4 separate regions of the Mus musculus genome follow, and regions 2, 3 and 4 are each linked to region 1. Evidence: chromatin contacts called from public Hi-C data. All regions are on one chromosome and are shown on one strand. Each heading gives the region's core, a stretch centred on a gene start, on an enhancer-like site or on the middle of the called end of the contact. The rest is flanking DNA. Distances are from core to core; before and after follow the strand shown. Region 1 has its middle 34 kb from the start of Gm36543. Region 2 has its middle 83 kb from the start of 4930401C15Rik. Region 3 has its middle 39 kb from the start of 4930401C15Rik. Region 4 holds the start of 4930401C15Rik (RIKEN cDNA 4930401C15 gene).

Region 1 (6,925 bases), core at 2,947-5,446:
GCTCTAAAATAAACTCATTCCCTCATAAGTTGCTTTTGTCACGCTATTTATCACAGCAACAGGAGAAGAAACTGAGAGGTAGTTGGGGCACCTGATACCTGATTTAAATTTTAACTGAAATGTTTTCACCAAAAGGGGTACATGCTGTACCCCAAAGAACTCCATCTGAAATTGGCCATACAGTAGAATAAGGGCAGTTAATTTTAGAAGGAGACATTTTCCATTTAAAAGATCTTAACTGGAACAATCACTATTACAACTTCAGCAAAGGGCCAGCAAGATGTCTCAGTAGCTGCAGGTGCTTGCTAACTTTGCTCCCCAGAACCAATGTAAAGGTGGAATGAAAGAACCAACTCCCGCAAACTTGTCACACACCAGTAATAATAATAATGATAATAGTCAAAGTAGCAAGAAATTCCAGATTAAAAAAATAATAAACCTTATAAGTTATTTCATGAAATCTTGGAGTGCTTTAGTTCCAGCGAAGTGTCTTTGTCCCATTTGCTGAAGCAAGCGGTAAACTGTGGAGAAATAACAACCCTGATGAACCATGCTTGTCTAGCAATAAGCTATGCTCTGGAAGGGGGAGGGGCCATCCAAGACTTTCATCATTGCTACACGCTGTGGTTAATCATTTAAAGGAAAAATTAGCCTCCCCCCCCCCCCAATTTTTAAGTACCATCCAGAGCTCTGGATCTTTCAGGAGTGCTGGGCCAGTGGATAAAACATATGCTGCTTTCTCTTCCTGATGGAAGTTGAGTTGCTTCTGGGCCATTTGTGAACCACCTGGTGCTCAAAGACCAATGTGGAAATCCAGCAAGCTGTTTCCATGGTGATGAGGCTTCCTCTTTCTGGCAACCACTCCTCCCCCCAGCCTCCTATCCTTTTCAACTGTCAGGAGTTTAGATTTGCTGTAAAGAGCAGGAATAATGATAACACAAGTGCAGCGTTCTCTCTCTCTCTCTCTCTCTCTCTCTCTCTCTCTCTCTCTCTCTCTCCAGGGTACTCTCCAGGTGTATCTACTATATGCCAAAAATCAGCGGGGAATCCCCTTTGCGCACAGGTGGAGATGCTCAGACATATTAGGATCTGTATTAGATCAGTGTTCTATAGTAGAACAGAGTGATAGAATGATAAAGCGAGATTCAATAGATTGGCTGACATGATCAAGGTCTAGACAAATCACTGATTGCTGCCTTCACCCTAGAGATGCAAAGAACCCAAAAGCTGTCCAGTCCACAAGGCCAGAAGCCTTAGCAGTCTCAGTATGGTGGTAAAAGCCTGGAGGACTTGTGGAGGATCTTCAGTCCACACTAGAAGGCAGAAGCGGAGTTCTAATGCCAGTTTGTGCTCAGTAATCCCCAGTTAATGTAATCAGGATGGTGTGGTGGTTCTCATCGTCGATGCTAGGGTCATAGGATCTACTTGGAGAAATTGTGAGAATTATAAGTCACGCTTGAAGCATTCTGGGGGGGGGGAGGTGTTTAGTAAATGCTACTTGGGTGCCTGGAGAACCTGGGATATATATATGGTACTAGGAAGTGACATAGCAGAATGCTGGCTCCTGTGTCACCTGTGGCGTGAGTCCCAACGCCTTGCTTATCACATGGTTTTTATTGCCGTTAATGACATGCCAACCCAGGTAGTATAAAGGAAGGGTCTCACCTGGACTTACGGTCAGCATCTGATTATTTACACTGGGACATAGGAAGCATCCCAAATTTCAGTGAAAATGCGCATATCAGCCATATGTTTAAAGTCTTATCAGTTGACTGAAGCATTTTATTATTGAAAGACTAAGCTGTTCTGAATTAATGGTGGCTGTTAAAGCTGTTAAATTGACACACCAAGACGGTTACGGTGAGCATTAAAATGGTCATCGAGTAAATGGGGAACGTGTTTGGAAGTTAACCAGCATTAACTTTGATTCTTTCCTTATATGGTGTTGAAAGGATCATTATTTATCTTTTTTTGGAGGGGGGAGGGCAATACCACGGATCCGGACCCAGGGCCTGGATCCACGGGCTTGGGAAGAGCTTTACCGCTGAGCTCTACATACGTCCAGGCTTCTGTTCACTTTTGTTTCTGCAACAGAGCCTCACCAAGCTGCTAAAGCAGGCCTGATTCTCTGAAGTCTGCTGAGCAGCTGGAATTATGGACCTGAACGATCAGACTTGACCATTATATACCTTTGAGCAAAGAAACTATGACAATTTGAATAGTAATATAAGTTGGCATGAGAGTAGATTATATTAAAATCCTACATTCATTGTTTTGGTATACTGATACATTTTAAAAATAATTTTTAGGCACTGTGTTTAATTTGAACTTCTACCTGGGTCCTGATTCTTGTAAAAAAAAAAAAATAGGAGGAGAATTTTAAAATACAGGATGTCAAAATTTCCACCTCAGACTTTATAAAGAAGAGCACCATGTACATGGTGCAGCTAGCACGAGTCCCTTTTTGATGTTGACGGGATAAAGATGTAAAGAAGAAGAAGGAGGAAAATGATCAGGGAAAAGGTGGCCTCTCCAGAATGTACCATATTGCCAACCAAACCGTAGAAAGAGATTTACACACACACACACACAAAAGCCTTAAGAAGATTATTGTTTTATAGATGACTTTTCAGAGGCTTCAGTGGGAAGTAGAAGATGGGTGAATAGATTGCTCCAGCCCTCCAGTCAGTGCTCATAAAACGGGGTGAAGGTTTCTCTTCTTTGCTTTTCTGACTGTATGGGTGTAAAGGCACAGAGTTGCTTACAGAAAGCACGCTCTGGATTTCAACCCACCACCAGTCTCCGAAGGACCCTGATCACTTCCTGTCCAGAGGCCTCGCTGATATTTCTATTTTCCTTAAGTTTCTAATTTTTTAATTAAAAAATGTTCCAAATAGTGTACTTTGATCATATTTCCCCGCCTCCAACTACTCCCAGGTAATTTCCACCATCCATGCAACTTCATGTAAATGTGTTCTCTCTTTGTCTCCAAACCACACAAGAAACAAGAACAAACCAACAACAAACAAGTGACTGAGAAACAAAAATCAAGACAAGCAGGCAAAAGACTCACAAGACGGGGAAAAAAGGCAAAGCAAAGCAAAGCAAAGCAACAGGAAAAAAAAAAAGTACACATTGAATTTGTTTTATGTTGGCCAACCATTTCCGGGGCCTGTCCTGGAGTGTGGTTCATAAGCCAAGTGAAATTCCATCGGAAAAATGGATCTATTGGAGATGACTTCCTGTTATGTGTGGGACTTCTCTGTCAACTTCTCCCCTATAGCCCTGGGACCCATACTGGCATGGACTTGTGCAGGCCGGCTGCATGCTTCACAGTCTCCGTGAGTCCGTATGTGCACCAGTCCTGTGGTGGTTGGAAGACATTGTCTCCTCGGTATTCCCCATCACCTCTGGCTTTCCTCTTCCTCTCCACCAGAGCTCCCTGAACCTGAGCAGAGAGATTTGATGAAGATGCCTGTCAGCACGTTGTCCTACTATGGATCTCTGTGTTGCTTCCCATCTACTCCCAGAAGCTTCTCCGATGTGGGTCGAGTGCATCACTGATCTATAGATATAGCAGCATGTCACCATGCTGACTGACATTTCTTAAAACTTAGAAATGAGTGAAGGGCTTCGCACACACTGAAGCAAGGGCAGCTCTGGGCCCTGATCACTTCCTGTCCAGAGGCCTCGCTGATATTTCTATTTTCCTTAAGTTTCTAATTTTTTAATTAAAAAATGTTCCAAATAGTGTACTTTGATCATATTTCCCCGCCTCCAACTACTCCCAGGTAATTTCCACCATCCATGCAACTTCATGTAAATGTGTTCTCTCTTTGTCTCCAAACCACACAAGAAACAAGAACAAACCAACAACAAACAAGTGACTGAGAAACAAAAATCAAGACAAGCAGGCAAAAGACTCACAAGACGGGGAAAAAAGGCAAAGCAAAGCATAGCAAAGCAACAGGAAAAAAAAAAGTACACATTGCATCCTTGCTTTTCCTCACGGAGAGCTTTCTTCTTGCCAGTTTTCTACAGAGTCACTGGTAATGTTCGCTGTTTTGCTCAACCCAGAGTGCTTCCCCTCATTTTCAGGGGTATGAAAAGGTCTATTAAAAAGGCTTCCTAGATCCTTTCAGTTAAAACAAAACCTGGGGAAGTGTCACTGTGCCGTTAAGTGTGGCCACTTGGTGGCGCCAAAAAGTAACCTTAACCCTTACAAAGAGCAATAGAAAGATAAACAGACACGCTTTTGATAAAGGTGTATTGCGACTGTGTACTTCTTCTTCTTTTCCCTTTTTATTTAAAATGAAGATGGTCAGTAGTCCAAGGAGTGAGTGTAAACTGGAAAAGTCTCTCAGTTCTTTTATCCTTGACCTATTTAAACTCAACTGCCATGGCTTTCAAGTATGTTCCTTGGGGAACTAGACTGAAAAGTGATGTCTGATGTTTACAGAGCCCTGGATACATGCATCACACGGTTTAGCATATAAATATTTCTATTGTTCATTTTTTTGTGAGTTTTCATTTTTCAAATCCTTACCACACTGTAGTTAGAACAGTATCCGTCACTGTCAATTTACATGGAGAAGCTGACTCGAGAGTGATAGAGCCGGGATTTGAACCCACCATCAGTCTCCAAAGGCAGAGATTTCATCTCTGCACTTGGTTTGTGTCCAAATGATTCTTTATAGGAAGGAAGTTTACTTCCATGACATTTGTACGTATGGTGTGTGTGCATGTACATTTGTGCATGCAGATAAGTATGCATGTGGTTCCGACCCAACTTGATGGCTGGTGAGTGCCTTCCTCTGTTGCTTCTCATCTTTTTTTTTTTTTTTTTTTAAGACTTCTCGCTGATCCTGTGGCTTCTTCTTTTGTTTAGATTGGCGGTCCAAGCCCCAGGGCTGCCTCTGTCTTTGCCTGACTAACATTAGGATTATACATGTGTGCTGTGGTGCCTGGCTTTTGTATAGGTTCTGAGGATCTGAACTCGGATCCTCATTATCCATTTGAGTCATCTGCCCAGCCAGCTCTTCAATAATTTTAACTCCTTGAAAAGAAAGGTTTTTAAAAGAAAAAGCCTTTTAAACATCCCCACCCCCACCCCCAATATCAGAAAGAACATTTGCTGCTGTACTTTTAACATGGGAAAAAATGACACTCACATAATTTTCCTTGTTTCAAAATTTCAAGTTGAAGCTTGTTCTTAAAGATTCACAGGCACATTTGGTCAGGGACTCCAACAGTGCCAGGCTAATGCTTTTGGAGTCTAGCAGTGCCAGATAATTCCTGCTTTAGCCTGAAGTCCCTGGGCAGCAATCTCCAGCAATATTCTCAGTTTCACGAGGCAGTTGTGTTCTTCACTTTACTGTTAGAAAAGGAACTTGACCCTTGGCCTGACCTTCCCCCTCTATTACAGCCTGAGGGACGAGTGGCTAACTCTCCAAGCTGAGCCCTATAAAAGAGGTGAGATGCCCTTTCTCAAAGTCTTAGGTGGGTAGTGATAGAGAGAGACACCCAGTACACATGCACATATCTCTACACATGAATTGCTCAACATGGCTTTAGTGTCTCTTTTTTACTTTGCTGTTCCTGTTATTTGTTGGTTACAAGGGATGTGCTAGTGGGAATCATGGGACTCTATTTTGGATGCTGCCAACCACAAGTGGAGCCTTCTTAGCTAGTTAACAAATTTGTGCTATTATCACTGAGGCATGCACAGAGAGTCCTGAGAGGGACCTAATCAACCTGGGATCCCAGTGCTATGACAACCTCAAAGACCATGTTCCCTTTGCTGGAGAATGGTTTATAGGTCCTTTTCTCTTGACAGGAGAGTTTTGCCTCTCTGCCTAATAAGTGTCTATGCTGGAAAAGCAAGGTAAGAGCTGGATGAATGGCAGCAGGAACTGGGAGGTTGGCAGGCTTGTTGCAAGGATAAAAATAAGTTGACACCGACTTCATGCAGCTCTGTAATTTGGTTGCTGGGATTCTCTGGTCAGTGAGAGAGTAGTAACTACTGGCCAACATGTGGGGTTTGGGTTATCTGGGAATTGTAATTACTCCTTTTTGTCTTCTCTTTAAAAAGACAATGGACATCTGGCTATATAAGCAGAAAATTTAGAAGCCACAGCACCTTTTGAAATTTACTTCTAGGTTTATGGAGTGAGACAATGCCTTTGGTGATGGGGATAGAAATCTCTTTTTATCTCCAAGGATTCTCTGCATTACTGCGGCTTCTGCCTAGTTTGGACTGAGCTGGAATCTTCTGTTTGCAATCATTTTTCATCTCTGAGAAGCATGCATGGAACCCTTAGGAGGAGTTGTGGATTATGTTTTTAGTACTTTGTGTGTCTTTGAGGAGAAAGGGCCGATCATCAGGTGTCTCCCTCCTTTTGGAAAAAAAAAGCTTTTGTTTCTAATCTAGATGGGTAGGGAGACTGGAACAGAGACAGAATATAATGAAGATCCTGTCCTCTGGTCAAGACATTTGGATGAGTCTGTTATAAAGTGTTTTAGTTATGGGATATTTGGATGTCTGTTATAAAGTGTCTTAGTTATGGTTTCTATTTCTGTGATAAAAAACATCACGATCAAAAGAAACTAGGGGATGAAGAAGTTTATTTCTGTTTACAGTTCCCGTCACAGCTCATCACTGAGGGAAGCCAGGGCAGGGACTCAAACAGGGTAGGAGCATGAGGCAGGAGCTGATGCAGAGGCCTTGGAGGGGTGCTGCTTACTGGCTTGCTCCCCCATGGCTTGCTCAACCTGCTTTGTTATAGTACCCAGGCCCACCAGGCCAGGGATAACACCACTCACAGTGAGCTGGATCCTCCCAAATCAAATATCAATCAAGAAAATGCTTGCCCAACAACCAGTCTGGTAGGAAGATTTTCTCAAAGTTCTCTCTTCCTGAATTACT
Region 2 (6,925 bases), core at 2,614-5,113, 240 kb after region 1:
CTCTCAAGCTCTCCTGTCCCTTTCCCGTTCTCTTAATGTTTTATGATTTGTATTTTTATAAACCACTATTACAAAGGCTGGAAGATGCAACTTGTACCCAGACATCTTCCTTCCTTACTATGACCCACATTTATATTCTCCCATGAGTACTGTGACTTGCAAATGTTAAATCATCCTTCGCGTTTAGACTGATCAAAATGGAGATAAAGCATTGAACCTAATGGGGATTCTATTGAAAATGTAAGTCCCTTACTTTGCTGAATCACACTAAATCCTAACGGGAGGTTGGTCATCCACCTGTCTTTTCTTAGTCTTGATATTCTCAACACAGTGAAGATACAGTAGCTAGTCATAGCTGAACTGATTCTTTGGGTACCAGGAGCTGAAAACTTTCTGGTTTCTGTCTGACATCCGTCATCAGTAACACAGCTGGTATCATTGAGAAGACACAGCTCTTTGCTGTGATAGCATTTCTATTTATTCTATTTTTTAATCTTTTCCTTTAGTCAAAATATTGAATTTTATATATTTAATAAACACATTCTAGATTGTATTTTTGTAGTGGTTGTTTGTAATTTACATAAATGTTTCATCATTGTGGAAAAGCTGACTTTATATAGATCATTTCTTGATATGTAATAATGAGCTATTTTACTGTTCATATAGTTTTCTCATATTGGTTTTAGCTTATAGATTTCTAGATGTGGTTGGGGATAAATAAATTGCTACAGTCTTGTAAATATTAAGATAAGACTCTTACTCAGAAATCTTAATTTTAGAAATGAGTTCTCTCATGTAGATTTTAGTACATTAAAATTGTTGAATTAAGCCAGGTGTGGTGGCGCACGCCTTTAATCCCAGTACTCGGCAGGCAAAGGCAGGTGGATTTCCAAGTTCGAGGCCAGCCTGGTCTACAGAGTGAGTTCCAGGACAGCCAGGGCTACACAGAGAAATCCTATCTCAAAAAAAAAAAAAAAAAAAAAAAAAACCAAACCAAAACAAAACAAAACAAAACAAAACTGTCAAATTAAATTATACATCTACTTGGAAATAGCATGAGTATACTATATTGTTCTACAAACAATACCCATCTGTTTGCTGAAAATAATTAATAGTAGCTTAAAGATGTATATAATCGTGGAGAAAATATCATCATGGTTTTTTTTTTTTTTTTTGAATTACAAGTAAAACCCATTCTCCTGCTTTAATATAGACACAAAACAAACCCTGACTCCCAACACAATCCACCTTTGTTTAATCTTCAAATGTTTGAATGCCAGCTGGGCTGTATATCTTTCATAGTGTGTAGACTCATTATGTTTCTTTGTGAAGTCTTCTGCATACTTCTTCAAAGAACAATAATCAAAGGACAGAATGACTCAGCCAACATAGTGACTCATGCATTCATTATACTTCCTTCCTGTTTCTAGTATTATGCTTGCAGCTATATATACATAGAGAGAGGGTGTGGTTATCCATTTGTACAAGCGGTTACATACCTATCCTTCTAACAGGTTATCTTCCTTCCGTAACTATGCACAAGCATCCTAACATATTGAGCACCAGCCCACAGGTCTATTGTCCTTACGCTTAGATTGACCTCTGTGCTGGGTTGCTGGCTCGCTTGGTTTTTCATAGACATTTTAGATACTTTCACAGACTCAGCCATTACAGATTATGCTTGCATGTATCCTGTGCACATCAAAAAGTTATTTCAGACTTGAGAGCTACCAAGCTAATCTAAAGAGAGATGTAAAAGAACACATTAAATGAAATTATAATCAACATTTATGAAAGGAAGCTTTCAAAAGAGACAATAGAAGAACAGCATTCATTCAGGCTGTGTGAAAGCCACGGCAATTAACTTTTAGAAATTCAGTCAATTTCTATTAAAAGGTCAAGAAAAACATTGCAGTCATGCTTAAATTATTAATTTCATATCTAAAACATTTGTGTAATATTCAGTTTGTAAAGAATTAGCATAGAGCTCAAGATGAACAAGTTATGGACTTAATCACTAGCAATGCTAGGGTTTTATAGGCACCAAAAGGCTTTTGAAATATGAATGTATTGAGGAAACTGATTGGAGAATTCAGAATTGGCTATTTCAAACACAGTATCAGTGAAATTCTAGTCATTAAGATGATTTAGGTGGCAATCTCAGTGTGTTTTTGGACCCCCAACAGAAAGCCGTCATCTGAGAATGGCTGTTGGTGTCTTTGCTGAGTATTGGACCATCTTTCTGTTTCTTAGCTTCTTGTCTGAGGGTGTCACTGACTGGCAGTGATTGACTGATAACATGGGTAAAGAGAACAGAGCATCTAGTTAGTATCTCATAAGTATTATTTCAGCATAGAACAGAAAAATAAGACTGCCATGAAGATTGGGTCTGCTTAGACAAATATGCAAATCTTGCTTATCACAGTGATTAAAGGAACTGAAGGTTGAAAAACATTTCAACATCTTGAAAAAAAAAATCACAAACTCAGTGGTTCTCAGTCGGAGTGGCTTTGATTCACTTCCACAGAGGACATTCTACAGCCTATAGAAACCTTCAATAATTAGTTTTATGTACATGTATATTTGTATATATATGGATGGGGGTTCTTCTGTGTGCAACTGCACATGTGTGGGTGCACTCATGTTGGAGTGGAGGCCAGAAGTCAACCTCAGTGCTCCCTAGGGTCTCCCCATTTTATTTTTGAGACTGAGCCATTCTGGGACCTAGAATTCACAGATACGGTGTGGCTGGATGGCTAGCAGGCCTGGAGGTTTACCTGTCTCTGCTTCCCCACTGCTAGAGAAGAACTCCATTTTCTTTCTGGATCCCATTTTGAGTCTGTGGCCAAGTTAAGTTTCTGTTTACTATAAAACTTGAGTTTTTCTCAGAACTGGGCTGTGTCCTACCCCAGTAACCAGAGACTGAATGTACCTAAACTCCCCTAACCCCAGAACTGTCTGTTCTCAGAAACGTTCTATACCCATTGTTCAATGACCCATGTCTTTTACTGCCTGGTCTCATTTCTATAACCGTGTTTGTGTGCAACCCCCCACTTAGGGGTTTAACCTATAAAACAAGCTTGAGAAATTGGTTGGGCCTGATCTCATGAACTTTAGGGATTATAAGTGTACTAGTGTCCTTTTTGATTGTCGGAATGTGTGTGTGTGTGTGTGTGTGTGTGTGTGTGTGTGTATGTGTAGGAGGTCTATTTATATCTATTGGGAAGAAACCAGAGATGAGGATGAATAGCTGAATAGCCTATTGAGAATGATGCCCCCACAGCAAGGAATCACCTCGCCTAAAATGTCAATAATTTTGAGATCGAGAAACTCTGGGTGGAAGAAGGAATTTAAAAACCTTGTCTCACTTCTTAAAAACAAAAACAACAGCACAAAAACCAATTTGATTTTTTTTTAGTTGGCATATAGGCCATATGAAAATATCAGTGGAGCTTATAAAAATGTGTTTCATTTGCTTGCTGGTCCCTGAGATGTAGGACCCTAGGCAACAAAAGAATATGATTGTATGTTGTCAAATTTGTTTCACTTGTTTAGTGGTCCCTAACTTGTAAAACCCATATCCCGGGAAAATGTGTGTGTGTGTGTGTGTGTGTGTGTGTGTGTGTTATCATTCCTGTGAGTGAAAGGCTCTTCCCTTGTGCTATGGTTTGCAGACTAACTAGGTAAAAACAAATGACAAACCATAATAATAAAACATCAAAATTGCCTGCATATCACAAAGGACCAAATAGAATTTGGCCATTATGTAGTTAATGTGATTAACAGGGATAACAAGCAAGATGCTTCAGGGCCCCAGTGGAACATTTGTCCTGAATTATCTGGGCTGACTGTCCACTCTTATTATGGAAGTTGAAAGAGAGCCAACTATCTCCATGCTACATAGCCATGAGCTGCATGGTGCATCAGTGTAAGAAGGAAAGATAATTACTAAGGATGTTTTTGTTCCTAACTCAGAATACAGCTTCAAACAAGGAAAATAAAAAGACACCATGGCAGAACACTCTGTCACTTCAGGGGTGTGTAAAGGGTGAAGTCCCGAAACCCTGGCAGATAATTTCCTCCTGTGCAATTTCAGTACAATTCCTCCTTAACAATTAGGTAGGATGAAGCTAGTGCGGTGCTGTGGGAGCAATGATTTTTGCTGCTGCCACTTGACAGCCAGTACAGCTTTTTTACATGAATAGGGTGGGGGAGTTTCTACTAATGCCTTCACTTCGAGGATTTATTGGCATTCACTGACGTTAATTTACAACTTCACTGTGGGAAGGACAAATGGAATCCTTTGTAGGCTTGGCAGATAGTTGTGAATAATTTTGGTGATTAATCACATGGTTGGTATATTCCTTATAACATATTTTGTATGTTTTTAAAAGGGGGAAATCCTTAAAAATATCTTTGTTAAAACACGGTTGTAGAGGAAACTTTAATACACATATAAATTTAGTTTTGAGATATGTATGTACTTATTACTAGGAAGTTTTTATAATTAACTGAAATATTAAAATTAAGAATTTGACACAATGTCCTTAGCAAATTACAAGGTGGATTGTACCCTCTTTTATTTATTTATGCCTTATTTAATAATATCAATTCATAGTAATATCACTACAGGTAAAATATGCTCCCATGGTTGCACTTTAGGGGAAGAAAACAGCTAAATGTACATATAACTTCTGTTTCAAGCTCATAGCATTGACAGATAAAACAGAAAATTGAGATAATTAAAATTACAACCAGATCCACAAACTCAGAGGAGCATCTTTACCATCCAGAAACAAACACATCAAATGGGGTTAGAACATTTTGACTTCTGGGTCTCTAATTCCACAGGCAACTGTGGGGCCTGGGAGCTGTACTTCTGCCAGATAAAATGGACCAGAGTTTGCTATAAACATAAGTAGGTACACTGAAATGTATATACACATTTACATTTAGACAGATGATATTTATATAGTAAGTATATAAATGGGGATTAGAAGGAGACTCTGGCTTTATGAAGCCACAGACACAGACGTTTTTGTCTGGTAGCAGACCCACACTATAAGAAAGAAATTATTCAAGAGGAATGAAACTGATCCAGATGGAAGTTGGGTCTCAAAAATGAAGGAGTTCTTTAGAGTGGAGTGATCTAGGGCAATGTTGGACAAAGACATTGGTTCACTTAGGATCATTCTCCCAGAAGATAATGGGGCATGAGAAACTAAAAGTCATGTCAACTTACTGTGTGGCTTAGGCCCTCCATAACAATAGGGTGGGAAAGGGTAGCTGACATGGAGTAATATCAGGAGATTGGCTGTGAAGAACTCAGGACATATGTGTTGCACCTCCGGTGTCCTATGCCTCTTTTCATTTTTAAGACTATGAGAACCTGAAAACTCTCACTAGCTCCCAGGCTATGCAAAAATAGGATATTGGCAGACTTAAAAGAAGAATCAACAATAAGCTACAATATTGATTAAATAACATGAATCTAGTTACTGATATATAAATATATAAAGTATGTTTATTTATATATATTTATATATTTGTGTAAAAATTATATAGAAATAGAAAATTAAGATAAAATTGCACCCAGACCTGCAAACTTAGAGAAGCATCTTTACCACCCAGAGTCAAGGATATAATATGTATTATATATGTTATATGTAACATATAGTATATTTATAAATATATATTTTAAACATATTTTATATATTTAATAAAGGATGAGAGCAGTTTATCCTTACACCTAGATAAAGAAAAGTTGTTGTGATAAGACCAAACTGCAAATCAAAATTGCTTGTTAATCTTGTTCAAAACCCATAACAAATTGCTAACAAATTGAATTAGAAAGCTATGATGATGATACCATAAGGCCAAGTGGGCTTTTAAGGCCTCAGATGTGAGGTTAGTGTAGTATTGTAATCAATCACTGTCAGCTTATTGACAAAATGGAAGAAAGCATGCTGTCTCAGATTCTCAAAAGCACTTGACAAAATTCAACACCCATTTAAGATAAGTTTTTCTTGTCAGCTGGGAACAAAAGGAAAGTTCTCTGGTTTAATAATTACTATGAAAAACTTACAACTAACATTATACTTCATAATGAAAAACTCAATGGTTTTCTGTACTGTTGGGATTAAGACTCACTCTTACCAGCTATCTTTGATATTCTAATCCCAGTAACTTTATTATGTTGCAGAAAATCTTAATGAATGTATGAAAACGAAACCCAGAAACAAACGCGAACAATCATAGATGTGTCGTAGAAATTGACTGAAGCCGTATGTACAAACAATAAGCAAAATTCTGTATTCTCAAAGTGTGAATTTTTGAGACAGATTGGCAGGTAGCCCAGGATAGCTCAGGATAGCCTTGAGCTCCTTCTTGTTCCTTCTGCCTCTACTGTCTGAGATCTCAGAGGGCAAGCATGGGACACCCCACCTAGTATACACAGTGCTGGGAAATGAGCTGTGCTTACATGCCTGCAAACACCCTTCTAGCTGACATATAGCTCCATTCCTACAGTATTGCTTCAATAGCATCCAACTATGAAATTATTGGAAACAAATTTAACAAATGTGTGATTCAGGCAACAAAATGTTGCGGAGAAAATACTGATCAGACGCAGATTAACTGAGATACATGCAGTGGTTGTAGATCAAATGACTCCATATTTAGGTTAAGATGCCAGTTGTCCCCAACTGATGCCTTTGTTTAATATTATCTTAATAAGAATTTATAGCAGGCCTTTAGAAAGGAATCATAGAAACTGGCAGGTGATTTTGAAATTTGCACAGAAAAGCAAAAAGCCTAGATTATCTAAGCTAATTTTTAAAATGAGGAACAAAGATGTAATTAAGACAATGTAATACTGTCAGAAGGATAGGCAATTGAAATCAGTAGCGTGAAGTACAGTGATAAA
Region 3 (6,925 bases), core at 3,307-5,806, 200 kb after region 1:
CTTCTAGAGAATTAACATGGAGACTGAAAGAGTGGGATGTCTGACTTCTTCTCTGGCTTCTGTTTGTGCATATGGGCATACACATCTACATGCATACACGCACACATGTACCGTACACACATCAATATTAGTATGGAACATATACAATTATGTCATTTAATTAATGGTATAAAATGTTTAAACTATATACTTTTACATTTGTTGTATTTGTGTGGTTTGGATATTAAATGTTCTACCAAAAGGTTCTGGTGTTGATAGTTTGTCAGGGCCTCAGGGTTCTACTAGAGGTGGTAGATTCTTAGAAGGCAAGGCCTCTTGGGAGGAAGTCACATCCTTCCTTGAAGTTTTTTCAAGGAAATATTGAATCGCAAGCTCTTTCCTCTTTCCCTTCCCCGCTTGCTTCCTGGCCACCCAAAGGTAAGCAACTTTTGTGCATCATGTGGTCCCTGCCTTGATGCACTATGTTCATGTGGTCCCTGCCTTGATGCACTATGCCCCGACGCAACAGAACCAACCAACCACTTACTTGAGTTAAGTAAGGTAATTTGTCACAGCAATGGGAAGCTGTGATAAACAGAGCTTTCACACTATTTTATATTAAAACACGGTGTTTAAATATATACAGAATTTCACCCCACTAGTGGACCTATAAGATAGAGAAAAGAACATAGAGGAGAATAATAGACAGCAGGCAAATTATAACTTTACTGTATAATGTTCTATGTTTAAAATATAGAATATATTCTTCTGCCACTCATAAAATCAAGATGAATTTGCAAACATATTATTAAATGTTACAACTTTACTCAGGTTGCATGCTCTTTCCAGTCAGGGTCATACAGTTCATTCTTAAATGGACACGCAGTATTTACTGGTCAGTTGCCACATGCTAGGCACTGTATCGGGTTTTCACAGTGTATTAACCTGACAGTGATCCTGGACATTAAGTATTAGTGTAGTATTTAAAAGATGTTAGAACCACAAGGATAGCATCATGCCAGCATGAAGCCTTCCTTAAAGCTGTCTTTCCATGTGCTATAAAGCAGTGTGGGAACACCTGGCCTTATTTTTTTCTTGCATTTCAGCCTAGGAAAATAACCCTGCTTGTTCCATTGAGAGGGGCCTGGAGGAGCATGGGCACACACAACAGCCTAAGCCGCACAGCTTCTGTTGGCACCTCAGGAACCTGGATGTTGTGCATTATGAAGCCCAGAGATCGATGAGATGCACCTTGTCTGTGCACGGTAGTCTCTGGAATGCATCCTTGTGGGGCCGTGTGTGGAAACATGCCTGCCTCAGACATAAATACAGCTAGGCTGGGAAGGGTAAGCTGTGCTTCAAGAAACTTATCCACCCAAGTAGTGTCATCTGTGATTCTGAAAACCCTTTGGAGAGATGTTGCAGGTGTGTTGCGGCCACATCTATCTGGGATAGTGCAGGAAGATGCTAAGTAGCACCAGTTGTACTCATAGCTCACTGCAACTGAATGAGTTTCTAGAGCAGAGGTGGGGCAGCCACTGAAGGTGGTCTCATTGTACACGGTGTGCATCCTTACTGTGCTGGCTTCTTGGAGTTCTCTGATGCATGATCCCAGCTTGATGGGCCCTTTGTGATGCGTATGGCTAATTGATCCTTCCACAAGTCAGTCCCATAAATACTGGCAGACAATACAGTAACTGTGCACACAACATTCTGTGCATTGGCCTTTGTTTTGATGGATGTTCTGGTTATTTATCATGATGGCACATTTGTTATGTCATCTGTCCATGCTTTGAAAGTAAACACTTGGACGATCTTTCAAACACTTGTATATTCTCCCAGTATCTTATGACAATCCTTCTGCATGGAAAAACTTTGACATATGTACTATGATTTTTATATATTTATTCTTTAAAAAAACCCTTATTTTATAATCCTTTCATAACCATACAAAGTAAAAGTTATACACCACATGACTAATTCAAGTTATAGTAATGTTAAAAATGATGGTGAGAATCGAGTTGGGTATCCTGTCTTCTTTGATGCCCAGATAACAACAAAGCTTTTCCTGTTTAAGTATAGTTCCATTATGCAGAAGGCACTTACCTGTGCTGTTAGCAAGATCCACCTTAGATTCATCAGACAAAGCATTGCTGAAGAGTGCTCCAACATTGCCAACTGATGTGTGAATGACAGAAGGCAGGATCTTAGGATGTGGTCACCCCAACCATCAACGAGCCCTGACTCAAAGTCAGAATACTTTTTTTTTAAAATTTAAAACATCTTTTTAAAAGATTTATTTATTTATTATATGTGAATACACTGTAGCTGTCTTTAGACACTCCAGAAGAGGGCATCAGATTTCGTTATGGATGGCTGTGAGCCACCATGTGGTTGCTGGGATTTGAACTCAGGACCTTTGGGAGAGCAGTCAGTGCTCTTAACCGCTGAGCCATCTCTCCAGCCCCAGAAGAATACTTTGTTGAGGTGCACTATGCCAAGGTATGTCTCCATACATTCAGTTGTTAATTCTGTACTGGCAGAGAGCTATGGCCCATCCCTGGACTCATTTTGTAACTATTTGTTCCCTCCTCATCTACCTAAGGCAATCTAGAATGATATCTGATTGACTTTAATAAACATCTGAGGGCCGGTATCTAAGCAGAAAAGAGAAGGTGAAACTCCGGGGCAGAGAAAGGGACTCAGAAAGGAAATCAGAGGCGGGACATTTGCCAGCAGACATAGGGGTGAATGGATGTAAACAGGAGCAGAAAGGCAAAGAACTATGGGCTGGAGAAGCCAGGTTAAGTTAATGAGCTAGCGAAGAGTCTGCCTAGCTAAAACACCTAAGCTTGAAAATATTAGTAAGTCTCTGTGTCAATATTTAAACCATGGGCAGTCTGAAATAATACCACTAACACTTCATTCTAGAACCCCCCCTCCCCCTTTAGGAAGGCAATTGCAACTTTGCTGATTTTCCACTTCTAGTGTGAGTTGCAGACACTCAAAAATGTGCCTTCAAAAGAGTTAATGCAATAAAGTAAACCTGGCAGATGGTGAAGAACAAAGCGATCACTTTAGTTTAAAAATAACTTCATCAAAATGAGGATGGCTTATCTTATTTGGGGTGAGCGCTCTAAGAAGCAGCCACAGGCTGTGTCTTCAAGTCATACAAAATGACAAAATTTGGTTACATCATTGATTTCACATGTTCTTTGTGATATAAAATAAGCTCCACTCACTGAAGTATTTTTAAAAATCTAACATCATTAGAAAGTGTGTATATTCTACTTCTCCTGTGAGGCCCGATCTCACAGCTATCTCAAGGATTTCACACTCACAGTAATATTAGGCCCCTTCTCAGGGTGCTTCAGGTTGGCAGGCCACTGACTGAGTGTGGGAGCCACACAGGAATAGCCATTAGGCTGGGAAAGTGACAGAATTCTCCCAGCTATAACAGCAAAGACCCAGTTGACTGTCCTAAAGTTAGCTTCATAGTCTTGCCCCTCCTCTCCTAGTTCATTTTTTTTTTTAATAGTGGGTCTTAGTGGCAGCTGTCCTGATCTGGGGTTGCCTGCTTGCTCTAGCCAGAGGCTGACGCTATGCAAAGTAAAATATGGCAAGCATGCTGCAATGAGAGCTTCCCTGGTTTCCCTAGGCAACAGCCAGGCATCGGTAATCTTCAAAACTCTCAGTAGCTCTTACCCTGAGCCTACAGGGATACAGACTCACAACCATAAGTAGACTACTTTAATTATTTAGTTATAATCCTAGTAGTCTGGGACACAGAGTAATATCTAAATTCATATACTCTCGTTCTATCTCTGATTTCATTTAATCCAAATAGCCTATCCAATAGAGAATGTTATTTTACATATGAGAAGCCTGAAGCCCAAAAGAGTTGTCCGTGTTAACCAAAAGTCACATGGATTAGCATTGCTGACTTCAAAACCTGTAATATTTTCATTGTGGCCTCTTGGATCTGTTGGTCCAACATTGAAATGACTTTTCAAATCTTTTAAATATATATATATATATATATATATATATATATATATTTCTTGAACAGATTAATGATTTACTATCATTACAACAAAGGGTATTTTCCTATTCTAATACCTAAAATATTGTTTAAAATTGGAAATCAGTGTGTATAAGAATTTCTATTTTCTAAATAGAGCCAAAATCAAATGGGGGGATGTTTTCATCCATTCTTTGTAGTATGGGTCAGGGTTAGCTGTTTCTAGGTTCTTTACCTCTTATTCAATTAAATGAAATAGAGGCTCATGGTGGTTGCAAAGTAGCATGGGAACTATTCAATGCAAATTTAAAGAACTGGTCAGAGTGCACTTCAAGATAGCAGCAACTATAGAGCAAAATTACTCAAAGAGCCCAATTATTGTCTGGGGCTTCATTCTAGAAGATTCAAGAGAAGGAAGAGCTTGATACTGAAGGGCTCAGCGGGAGCGTCTCTTTGTTGATTAATAGGTCAGGTCATGTTACTATTTTTCTGCTGTGAATGCCCCTTACCATCTGGCTTTAATCATATGCATATCCAATAATGAATAGAAATCAGATACTAAGTAGGGATGGAGTTCATCTGAGGACACAGCTTGCTTTACTTCTCATGCACACTAACCAGTCCAGATCAGACATCTCAGTGTCAGACCAGGGTGTGTGTGTGTGTGTGTTTGTGTGTATGTGTGTGTGTGTGTATGTGTGTGCATGTGAGTGTGTGTGTAAAATTGTGCTTGTTGGATCATATTATTATGTTAAGATGTAGGAAAATAATGAGCCTTAGGACTACAAACCAATGAAAAGAGGGGCCTGACTTCTCAGGCAGCCCCCATTCCAGTGATACTCAGGAAGCCATGGTGGGGAAAGAAGGAACCATAATGTTAGGAAACTGAAGTCTAGTCCTGGAAGGATGCTGTCATAAGTAATTTGTTGATTAAAAAGGTATCATTCAAATAACTTCCATTTGAACAGGTATTCAGAATTAGAAGTCAGTGACAGAAACCCCGGGGAGCCAGTGTACCCCTTTCAGCCCACAGTAACTACAGAAAAAAGACAAAAGTCATTCCCCAGACAAATATATGGTGCTCTTAAAGAAGACCCATCTGGAAAGCATGGATGCAATAAACATTAACAGAAATAATGCAAGAGAATTCTTCTAAGAAAGAGTCTTGAATGTATCTGTTGAAATGGTGTGTGTTCTGAAGAAAGTAGGCCCAGATCTGTCAAGGCAAAGGCAAATCTAATTAAAGTAACTAGGCTTTACAACCATAACAAAAAGCCTGTGGTCATCAGGAAAAAAAAAAGCTCATTATTGAAGGCTAAAGAAACTGTATGTTTCCCTGGCTCAATTTACTTCCAGGAGACAATGGAAACCTTTCTAACCGAGTGCACATCAAGGACTTTATCTTTGGGCAACTTACCCTTCAAGTAGAAAGGCCAGAGGAAAACATAGCTTTTAATGCAAGTGCTCAGAGGGTGTCATTCCCATGAGCATTTCTTAAATCTACTTGAAGGAACCTTCATTCAACCACAAAATCACTGGGAAAGCACAGCAAAGGGCTGACAGCAAGGACAGAGAGCACTTGGCTACCATCTGTGTCTAAAGTAAATGTGAACATCAGATGTAAGGTGGAATGTAAATGCTTGCTCATCTCTGGGATGAAGTGGAAGAGAGCAGGAAAAGCAGGGAGGCAAGGATCAAGGTCCTGTACTCTGGGTCGTGTCCTCAGCTTCGTTTGTTATGTTGTCACAGTCTGGATGACCACCATCACTCACAAACATCTCATTTGTATTTTTAGTAGAATATTCTTTATATATGCATGGCTGAAGTCTCCTCATTACTGAATGCAGACTGTATTTCTAGTCAGAAAATAATTTACATAAATGGGGTTGTGTCCTTCTCAGGACTTCACCCTTAGAGTCTATGAAGCTTTTGAGGAGGCACTCATAGCTAACTGTAACATCTAGAATCTTGCTGAGATGTGGTATTTCTCTACTAGGCAGTCATTGTTCCATTTATTTTTCCTAGCTACTGATAAATAGTATGTGGTGATTTGAATAGGAATGTCCCCCATAGACTCATGTGTTAGAGTCTTGACCCATAAGAAGTAGTACTACTAGGAGGTGTGCCCTAGTTGGAGTGGGTGTGGCCTAGTTGGAGTAGCTGTGGCTTTTTGGAGAAAGTGTGTCACTGTTTGGGGGCGGGCTTTGAGGTCTCAAAGGCTCAAGTCACTTTCACATCTGCTACTTGAAGATCAAGATGTGGAGCTCTTAGCTCCTTTTTCAGCACCTGTCAGCAATTCATGTTGTCATGCTTCTTGCCATGATGATAATGGACTGAACCTCTGAACCTGTAAGCCAGCCTCCTTTATAAGAGTTACCTTGCTCATAGTGTCTCTTCAAAGCAGTAAAATCATAACTATGACATAGTATATGGAGGAAATATAGTAAAGGTATTAAAAGAATGTTTTCCTGTTATTTTTGTTTTGTTTTGTTTTTGCATTCTGAGGCTCAGACCTAAGGCCTCACACATTTGACAAGTACCCTAACCTGAGACCCACCAAGATTTAAAGTTATCCAAGTGACCAGTTCTTTGTCAAAACATGTCTCTTAAGGTTGTCAAGTAAAATCATGAGTGTCTGTATGCAATAGTACAAATGTAAATGTTAAGGAAAAGAACACAGTTAATCAAAATAGAATAGAAGAGATTGGCAAGAAGACAAAGGAAATACACTGTGAAAAGAAAGAAACCCAGGAGTAACATACAAAACATAAACAGAAACATATATATGACTTTCTACAAATTAATATTGCATTTAAAAATAAAACAAAAGCTAAACCAATAAACTACACAACCTAAGATTCATAAAATTGTATTAAGAAAATACCTAAGGTAGTATTAACTGTCAAATCTGCATGTAAAAAAGAA
Region 4 (6,925 bases), core at 2,201-4,700, 160 kb after region 1:
GGGGCATCTTTTGGGTATATTCCCAAGAGTGTATAGCTGGGCCTTTAGGTAGCTCTATTTCCAATTTTCTGAGGAACCTCCAGATTGATTTCCAGAGTGGTTGTACCAGTTTGCAATCCCACCAACAATGGAGGATTTTTTTTTCTCCACATCCTCTCCAACATGTGTTGTCACCTGAACTTTTGATCTTAGCCATTCTGACTGATGTAAGGTGGAATCTCAGAGTTGTTTTGATTTGCATTTCTCTGATCACTAAGGACTTTGAACATTTCTTTAGGTTCTTCTCAGCAATTTGAAACTCCTCCATTGTGAATTCTCAGTTTAGTTCTATACCCCCTTTTTTGATTGGGTTGTTTGGTTTTCTGGTGATTAACTTCTTGAGTTCTTTATATAGTTTGGATATCAGCCCTCTATCGGATGTGGGGTTAGTGAAGATTTTTTTCCCAATCTGTAGGTTGCTGATTTGTCTTACTGACTATGTCCTTTGCCTTACAGAAGCTTTCCAGTTTCATGAGATCATTCCATTTATCAATTCTAGAAAAGTCCTGGGATCCCAGAGCTGACCTCATCCCTCCTCTGTACGTGTTTGAGTGCGTTGAGTTAGAGTTTGCCCTGAAATGGCCATCTGGAAAAGATGATCCCTTTGCTTCTGACATTTCCTGTCCAATTAAACTGCACAGAGATTTCAAGTGTCCTTCACATACCACTGTAGCCATGAAGCTGGCATGAACAGCATGGGACTGAGTTGGATTCACAAACTGCACAATTTCTTGGATGAGATGAAGAAGATAAGGATAGTTTACAGGAACTCACTGCAGAGCAGAAATGCTTTGTGGAGCACATTCTTTGTACAAAGCCATTGCCATGCAGGCAATCAGCTCTAATTAGAGGATTCTGGATCGTCCTGAACATCCTGGGGCCCACAATGATCTGCATCACCGTACCTATGAATGTCTCATAAGGCCTTTATTAAGTACAGTCCACCCAGCATCCCCTGCCCTGCTCTGTAACTGAGAAGATGCTGAAGTGGCAGAGTCTCCACTGTGCATTGTGGCTGAAACTCCAGACCCCTTTGAGAAGCATATTAAAAGAATCTTACAACATAGTGCTGCCAACCCAGCATTTCTCAAATCATCTGAAAAGGATCTGGTTCCCCCTCCTGAGGAGTAATCTTCAGCTTATCAGCAGAGCCACCAGGTGTTCTGAGAACAGTACATTCTCAAGCAGGACCTGGCTAAGGAGGAGATTCAGCAGACGGTCAAATTATTATGTGACCAAAAGAGGAAACAGCTAGATCTCAATTACTGTAGAGAGGAGAAGAAAAGTCTCCGGGAAATGGCAGAGCACATAGCTGACAAATATGAGGAAGCCAAAGAAAAACAAGAAGATATCACAAGATGATATGATCAGCAAGAAGATATGAACAGGACGGAAAAAGTGCTTCACTGTTTTCATACTCAGCTCTGACAGTGAGAGAGACATGAAGAAAGAGTTAGAGCTGACAGCTGATCAACCTCAATATCTAGGCAATGCCATCGAACAGGTTACTATGAAAAAAGATTATCTGCTGGGAGCCGGCTCCTAGCAGAAAGCAGCTCTCATCTCTGCAGCCATCTCAGGTTATTTATTACATCTCAGGTTATTTATTACATCTCAGGTTATTTATTACATCTCAGGTTATTTATTACAGGTTGGTACTTTTCCATCCTGACGAGAGACTTGTTTTCCTAGCATGATGTTTTTGCAAGCAGCCCACCACAACTGAACACACTCTGATAACATGCCGTTTTTCTCAGACACATCCTGGACTTACGGTTTAGTACTGCAAGGTACTTGTTGTTAAGTGTCTCCAGCTGCACTCCCCAGCTTGTGCTTATATACTGATAATTGCCTTTTAATAAACAAGACTTGATCAGACAGACTGTCTTGTCTCCATTCTTCGAGTCTCTTGCCCCTCCATCTCCCCTCTCTCCCTTTCAGATCCTGTTGACTGACCAGCGGGTTGGGTCAGTTATCAGCAGTGAAAGATGGAAAAAGTGCTGAGTCCCCAGAAACCCACCATTACTCTCAGTGCCTACCAGCAAAAGTGCATTCAGTCTATCCTAAAAGAAGAGGGTGAACACATAAGGCAAATGGTGAAGCTAATCAATGAAATCATGCCAACTTCTGACACCACCTGAACACAACTGAAGGCTTACAAACCCATGCTTTAAAAAACACAGGTAGAACTATCTAATTTATGAAGAAAAATGACTATATTGCCAAATATGACCTACAGATTCACTACATCCACTAAGAAAACTTCTACTTTCACAGAATTATGAGAGTTAAGCCTTGAATTCATATGAAAATCTGAAATACCTTGAATAGTCAAATCAATTTTTAGCAGAAAATGCAATACCAAAGGTTTGGCAATAAATAACATCAAGTTACATTACAGAGTTATAATAACAAAACAGCCAGGTAGTCGCACAAAAATAAATGTGTAGACCAAAGGATAGAAAAGAACCCAGAAATTAACCTATATAGCTATGGCCACCTGATTTTTGACACCAGTACATGTAAAAATATCCATTAATGAAATGACAGCCTCTTTAATAAATTGAGCTGAGAATAGTTGCTGTTTCGACACTTGGGCTACTCTCCCAGGGAGAGTAAGACACGAATGGCCAGGCCCAGCCGCAGCCAAAGCCAGACACAAAGAGAGGGGCCAGCACCAGCTCCTTGTCATCTTTGACCTCCAACCAGCAGCCCAAGAAAGAAGGCAACACCCCCAAGAAGAAGGAGAGTAAAGTCAGCATGAGCAGAAATTCGAAGCTCCTCTCTCCCAGCACCAAGAGGATCCAGAAGGAGCTGGCAGGCATCACTTTAGACTCTCCGCCAAACTGCAGCACTGGCCTCAAGGTGATAACATCTATGAGTGGAGATCAAGCACTCTGGGTCCTCCAGGGTTTGTGTATGAAGGTGGAGGATTCTTCCTTGACATTACTTTTACACCAGAGTATCCTTTCAAGCCTCCAAAGGTTACATCTCGTACAAGAATTTATCACTGTAATATTAATAGCCAAGGAGTTATTTGCTTGGACATATTGAGAGACAACTGGAGCCCAGCACTAACCATCTTGAAAGTCCTCCTTTCTATCTGCTCACTCCTTACAGACTGCAATCCTGCTGACCCTTTGGTGGGAAGTATTGACACTCAGTATATGACCAACAGAGCAGAACACGACAGAATGGCTAGACGGCAGACCAAGAGATATGCTACATAAACTGGGTTTTTTCAGTTCTTACATAATTTGTCTGTCACAGAAGAGAGCTGTTTATGAGTTTTGAAAGTATGGGAGTGGGAGTTGGTAAAGAGTAGGGTATTTCTATAACAGATATTATTCAGTCTTACTTTTCAGGATTGTTGTAACTTACAGTATCAAGGGAGTGTGGGAAGCCGTTGCAGAGTGGCAGTTACAGAGTGGCAGTTACAGAGTGGCAGTTGCAGAGTGGCAGTTGGCTACTGCTGGTCACCACACATACATAGGCAGTAAAGGTTCTTTTGCCAAGATGAGGTTTTGAGAATTGACCAAAGTTAACCAATCAGATGAGAGACAAGTTAACCAATCAGATGAGAGACAAGTTAACTAATCAGATGAGAGAGAACGCCTCTCCTAGGCCTATATAGGCTACAGTAGACAAACTGGTAATAGTGACTTTTAGAGCTGAAACTTTGAACTTTTAGAGCTGACTTTTAGTACACCAGGAAAGAATGCCTGTGTAGACACTTGTGCTCCATTGATTGTAGTCTAATATACTTTCAAAATCAGCTTAAATTTGTATAGGTTACACACATGGTCATTTATGTAAAGTCCAATTTTTTGGTTCAAAAAAATTGGAATTTGTTTTTTCCTTCTTAGAAGGAAACAATGGTATTTTAAAAGTTTGCAAAGATGAGTTTGTTACCTCATATATGTAAAATGGATACCTGGCTACAAGACACCATGTAGTTAATGTATTTTATTTTATATGCAAATTACTCTGAGGGTTGAATCAGGATTTGTGGAAACCTGTAGTGAAATACCTTAAGCTGTTGCAAAGATGAGTCTACTGTAAGTGTGGAACAGGAACTGTTCAGTTGATTGGTTAATTTAGATTTCTTATGTCTGTATTTGTTACTGTGCTAATAAACAATATTAAGAACAAAATAAATAAATAAATTGAGCTGAGGAAACTGGATTTCTGTATGTAGAAGAGTGAAAGTAGACTTGTATTTCTCATCCTGCAGAAATATCTATCCAAAATGGATCAAGTATTTCAATGTAAGATGTTGGGGGTTGGTTTGGTGCTGCTTGTATCCATATGCTAAATTCTGTACCCCGAGATCTGGTTGCCACAAAAGGCTCATGTATATCAGCCTTTGTTGTACAAAACCTTACTCCCCAATTAAAGCAATATTGGTTAAATAAAACTGGCAACAGCCAATCACTTGGGAGGAATAGAAAGAGGTGAAGTTGGAGTTACCAGGCTGGGGGGGTCTCACTCAAGTAGAGATAAAAAGGAGGAGAAAGGAGAAAAAGGAGAGAGAGAAAGCAAAGGAGCACAGAGGAAGTAAAGACAGAACAGGGGGCCTCCATTAGCCATGATGGACCAGCAGCATGTACCCCTAGTGAAATGCCTCCCCAGGACACCAGACTGCTGGAACAGAAATAACCCAGTTAGATTCAAACTGCGACTATTTGGTGAGCATAGTTGAGGAAATAGCCAGTCTAGTCTTAGAGTAATCCCCTAGTAATTGTGTAGAGCCTAATAAGTGATAGTTTGAGTCTCATTCATTTGAACTAGATGGAAATAAGCATAACTCATATTAATTTACAGTAAGATATAAAAGCTTGAAACAGAGGAAGCATAGCAAAAACATTTCATTATATAGTTATAGGCATTTTTTTCTCAAAAACATTCTAATTGCTCAAGAAATAATTCCCAAAACTGACAAATGGGAATACATGAAATTAAAATCCTTCTGCAAAGTAAAGAAGAAGAAAACAACAACAACAACTGCAAAATAACACCCCCCCCCCCACACACAACTAAAAAACAAAAAAACAACCCAGCGGTATGAAAAGAACCTACAGCATGGGCAAAAATACCTTCCTAAAATACACATCAGACAGGTGATTTATGTGTAGTTATATAAAGAACTATAAAAATTAAATGCAAAAAAGCCAAACCATGCAATTTAAAAATAGGCCAGCAAATTGGATACATAGTTCTCAAAAACAAGAGAAACAAATTGCTGAGAATACTTGAAAAAGTGTTCAGCATCCTTAGCCATCAAGGAGGTGCAAATTTCAACTGCTTTGAGATAGATTCCAACTTGCTTGTCAGAATGGCTGTCATCAAGAAAACACAGGACAGTGAATTTAGTGAGGATGCCAAAGAGGAAAAATTGTTTACTGAGGTGGGAATAGAGACATGTATAGCTGCTGTAGAAATCAGCATGGTGGTTCCTCAAAGAACTAAACATAGAACTGCTGTATGTTTAGCTCTGCCACTCGGGTACATATCTAAAGGAATCTACGTCAACATACTACAGAAATATTTGCACCTGTTTAGAGACTTAGCATTCACAACAGCCATGATATAAAACCTGTGTACATATCCATCAACAGATGAATATAGGAAATCTGGTATGTATACATAATGGAATTTTATGAAGTCATACAGAAAAATGAAATCGTGACATTTGTAGGAAAATGGGTGTAACTTGAAGTCACTATGTTGAATAGAATAAGCCAAACTTAGACAAATGCATGCTTTATTGTGGATACTATATTTATATGTGGAGATATATATATATATATATATATATATATATATATATATATATACCTACATACACACACACACACACACATATATATATATTTGTCACAAAACTAGGAAGGGCATGATGGGAAGGAAGAGTTCTTAAGCAAGCTGGGAAGAGAAATGAGAAATAGAGATAACAATGAATGTTAGTATAAGAAAGGAGACTTGGAGGCTAATTAGGAAAAGGGACAGAACCAGCTAGAGAGATGTCCTGTATGTGCCACCTGCAAGAGCCTTCCTATTCCCTCAGTCTGAGGCATTGTCGTCTTTTAACATAGCCATGCTAACGCCAATAATGCATATTTACTCAGGAAATTATATGTTCCCCATAGTCTTGACTGGGTTACAAGGGATAATGAAAGTCTGGGATGGGGTGGAATGGTTCTGATGGAGCAGTACCAGCAGTTTTGAAACTCAGTGTGTTGCATACAACTAAACAAGGAGGGGAGAAGTCTTAAGCTACATTCCTTCAGGAGGAAGAAGCTGTGGTCGATTCTTTCTGCACACACTCTCACCAATTAGATCACCGGAAGACCATGTCATTTACCCGAGCCTTACCCAGCCACCTATGCCTAACCCAGGGAAGGCCATGCCATTCCCCTAAGTCTGAGGTATTGTGGTCTTCAACATGGCCATGCTAATGTCAATACATTTATGCAAGACTTCATCTGCTCCCTACAGTCCTGATTATTTTTTTGGGGGGGGGTCAACTTGACACAATCTAGAGTAAATGGAGAAGAAACCTCAATTAAGAAAATGTACCCATAATGTTGGCAAGCCTGTAGAGCATTCTTTTGATTGGTGATTGATGTGTAAGTGTCTAGCCCAGTGTGGATCTTGACATCCCTGAGCAGGTAGCGCTGGGGTATATAAGAAAGCAAATTGAACAAGCCTCTAAGACTGTTCCTAATGGCCCCTGCTCCAGTTCCTGCCTTCAGGTTCCTGCCTTGACTTTTCTTAATGATGGACCATGATCTGAGTGTGGTAAGATGAAGTAAACCCGTTCATCTCTCTTTGCTTTTGGTTAGAATACTTTATCACTGCAATAAACCAAGCTAAGACAGGAAGA

What was found. A called contact is a pair of places that touch in the nucleus more often than the background predicts.
Region 2: a contact with region 1 is called in a Hi-C map of the N1E-115 cell line, with 6 times the contacts expected there. The contact joins two enhancer-like sites. A contact is called at or near these places in 4 of 484 Hi-C or Micro-C datasets (the N1E-115 cell line, nephron progenitors and uterus) and 1 of 115 datasets of contacts at active chromatin or transcription factors (extraembryonic endoderm stem cells).
Region 3: a Hi-C map of cortical neurons shows a contact between it and region 1, with 2.3 times the contacts expected there. The contact joins two enhancer-like sites. A contact is called at or near these places in 3 of 15 datasets of contacts at CTCF or cohesin (the NIH/3T3 cell line, embryonic stem cells and stem cell-derived epiblast-like cells) and 12 of 484 Hi-C or Micro-C datasets (the AML12 cell line, adipose-derived mesenchymal stem cells, cerebral cortex and 4 more).
Region 4: a contact with region 1 is called in a Hi-C map of the N1E-115 cell line, with 4 times the contacts expected there. The contact joins the promoter of 4930401C15Rik here to the enhancer-like site in region 1. A contact is called at or near these places in 3 of 484 Hi-C or Micro-C datasets (the N1E-115 cell line, adipose-derived mesenchymal stem cells and induced pluripotent stem cells).

What each region holds. Positions count from the first base shown.
Region 1 is chr10:25,677,250-25,684,174 of GRCm38.p6, forward strand. No RefSeq gene overlaps it. Among named protein-coding and RNA genes, the nearest start is that of Gm36543, 34 kb to the right of the region's middle. Within about 2 kb of position 4,197, at least 7 of the 459 cell types and tissues checked have an H3K27ac peak or open chromatin away from gene starts, as enhancers often do. A contact at or near this core is called in the N1E-115 cell line and cortical neurons, where this site is marked.
Region 2 is chr10:25,916,923-25,923,847 of GRCm38.p6, forward strand. No RefSeq gene overlaps it. Among named protein-coding and RNA genes, the nearest start is that of 4930401C15Rik, 83 kb to the left of the region's middle. Within about 2 kb of position 3,864, at least 14 of the 459 cell types and tissues checked have an H3K27ac peak or open chromatin away from gene starts, as enhancers often do. A contact at or near this core is called in the N1E-115 cell line, where this site is marked.
Region 3 is chr10:25,873,390-25,880,314 of GRCm38.p6, forward strand. No RefSeq gene overlaps it. Among named protein-coding and RNA genes, the nearest start is that of 4930401C15Rik, 39 kb to the left of the region's middle. Within about 2 kb of position 4,557, at least 8 of the 459 cell types and tissues checked have an H3K27ac peak or open chromatin away from gene starts, as enhancers often do. A contact at or near this core is called in cortical neurons, where this site is marked.
Region 4 is chr10:25,833,987-25,840,911 of GRCm38.p6, forward strand. It overlaps 4930401C15Rik (RIKEN cDNA 4930401C15 gene), which reads right to left and starts at 3,451. Exons shown (of 5, transcript NR_045349.1): 1 at 3,421-3,451. It also overlaps the pseudogene Gm19801 and the pseudogene Gm6906.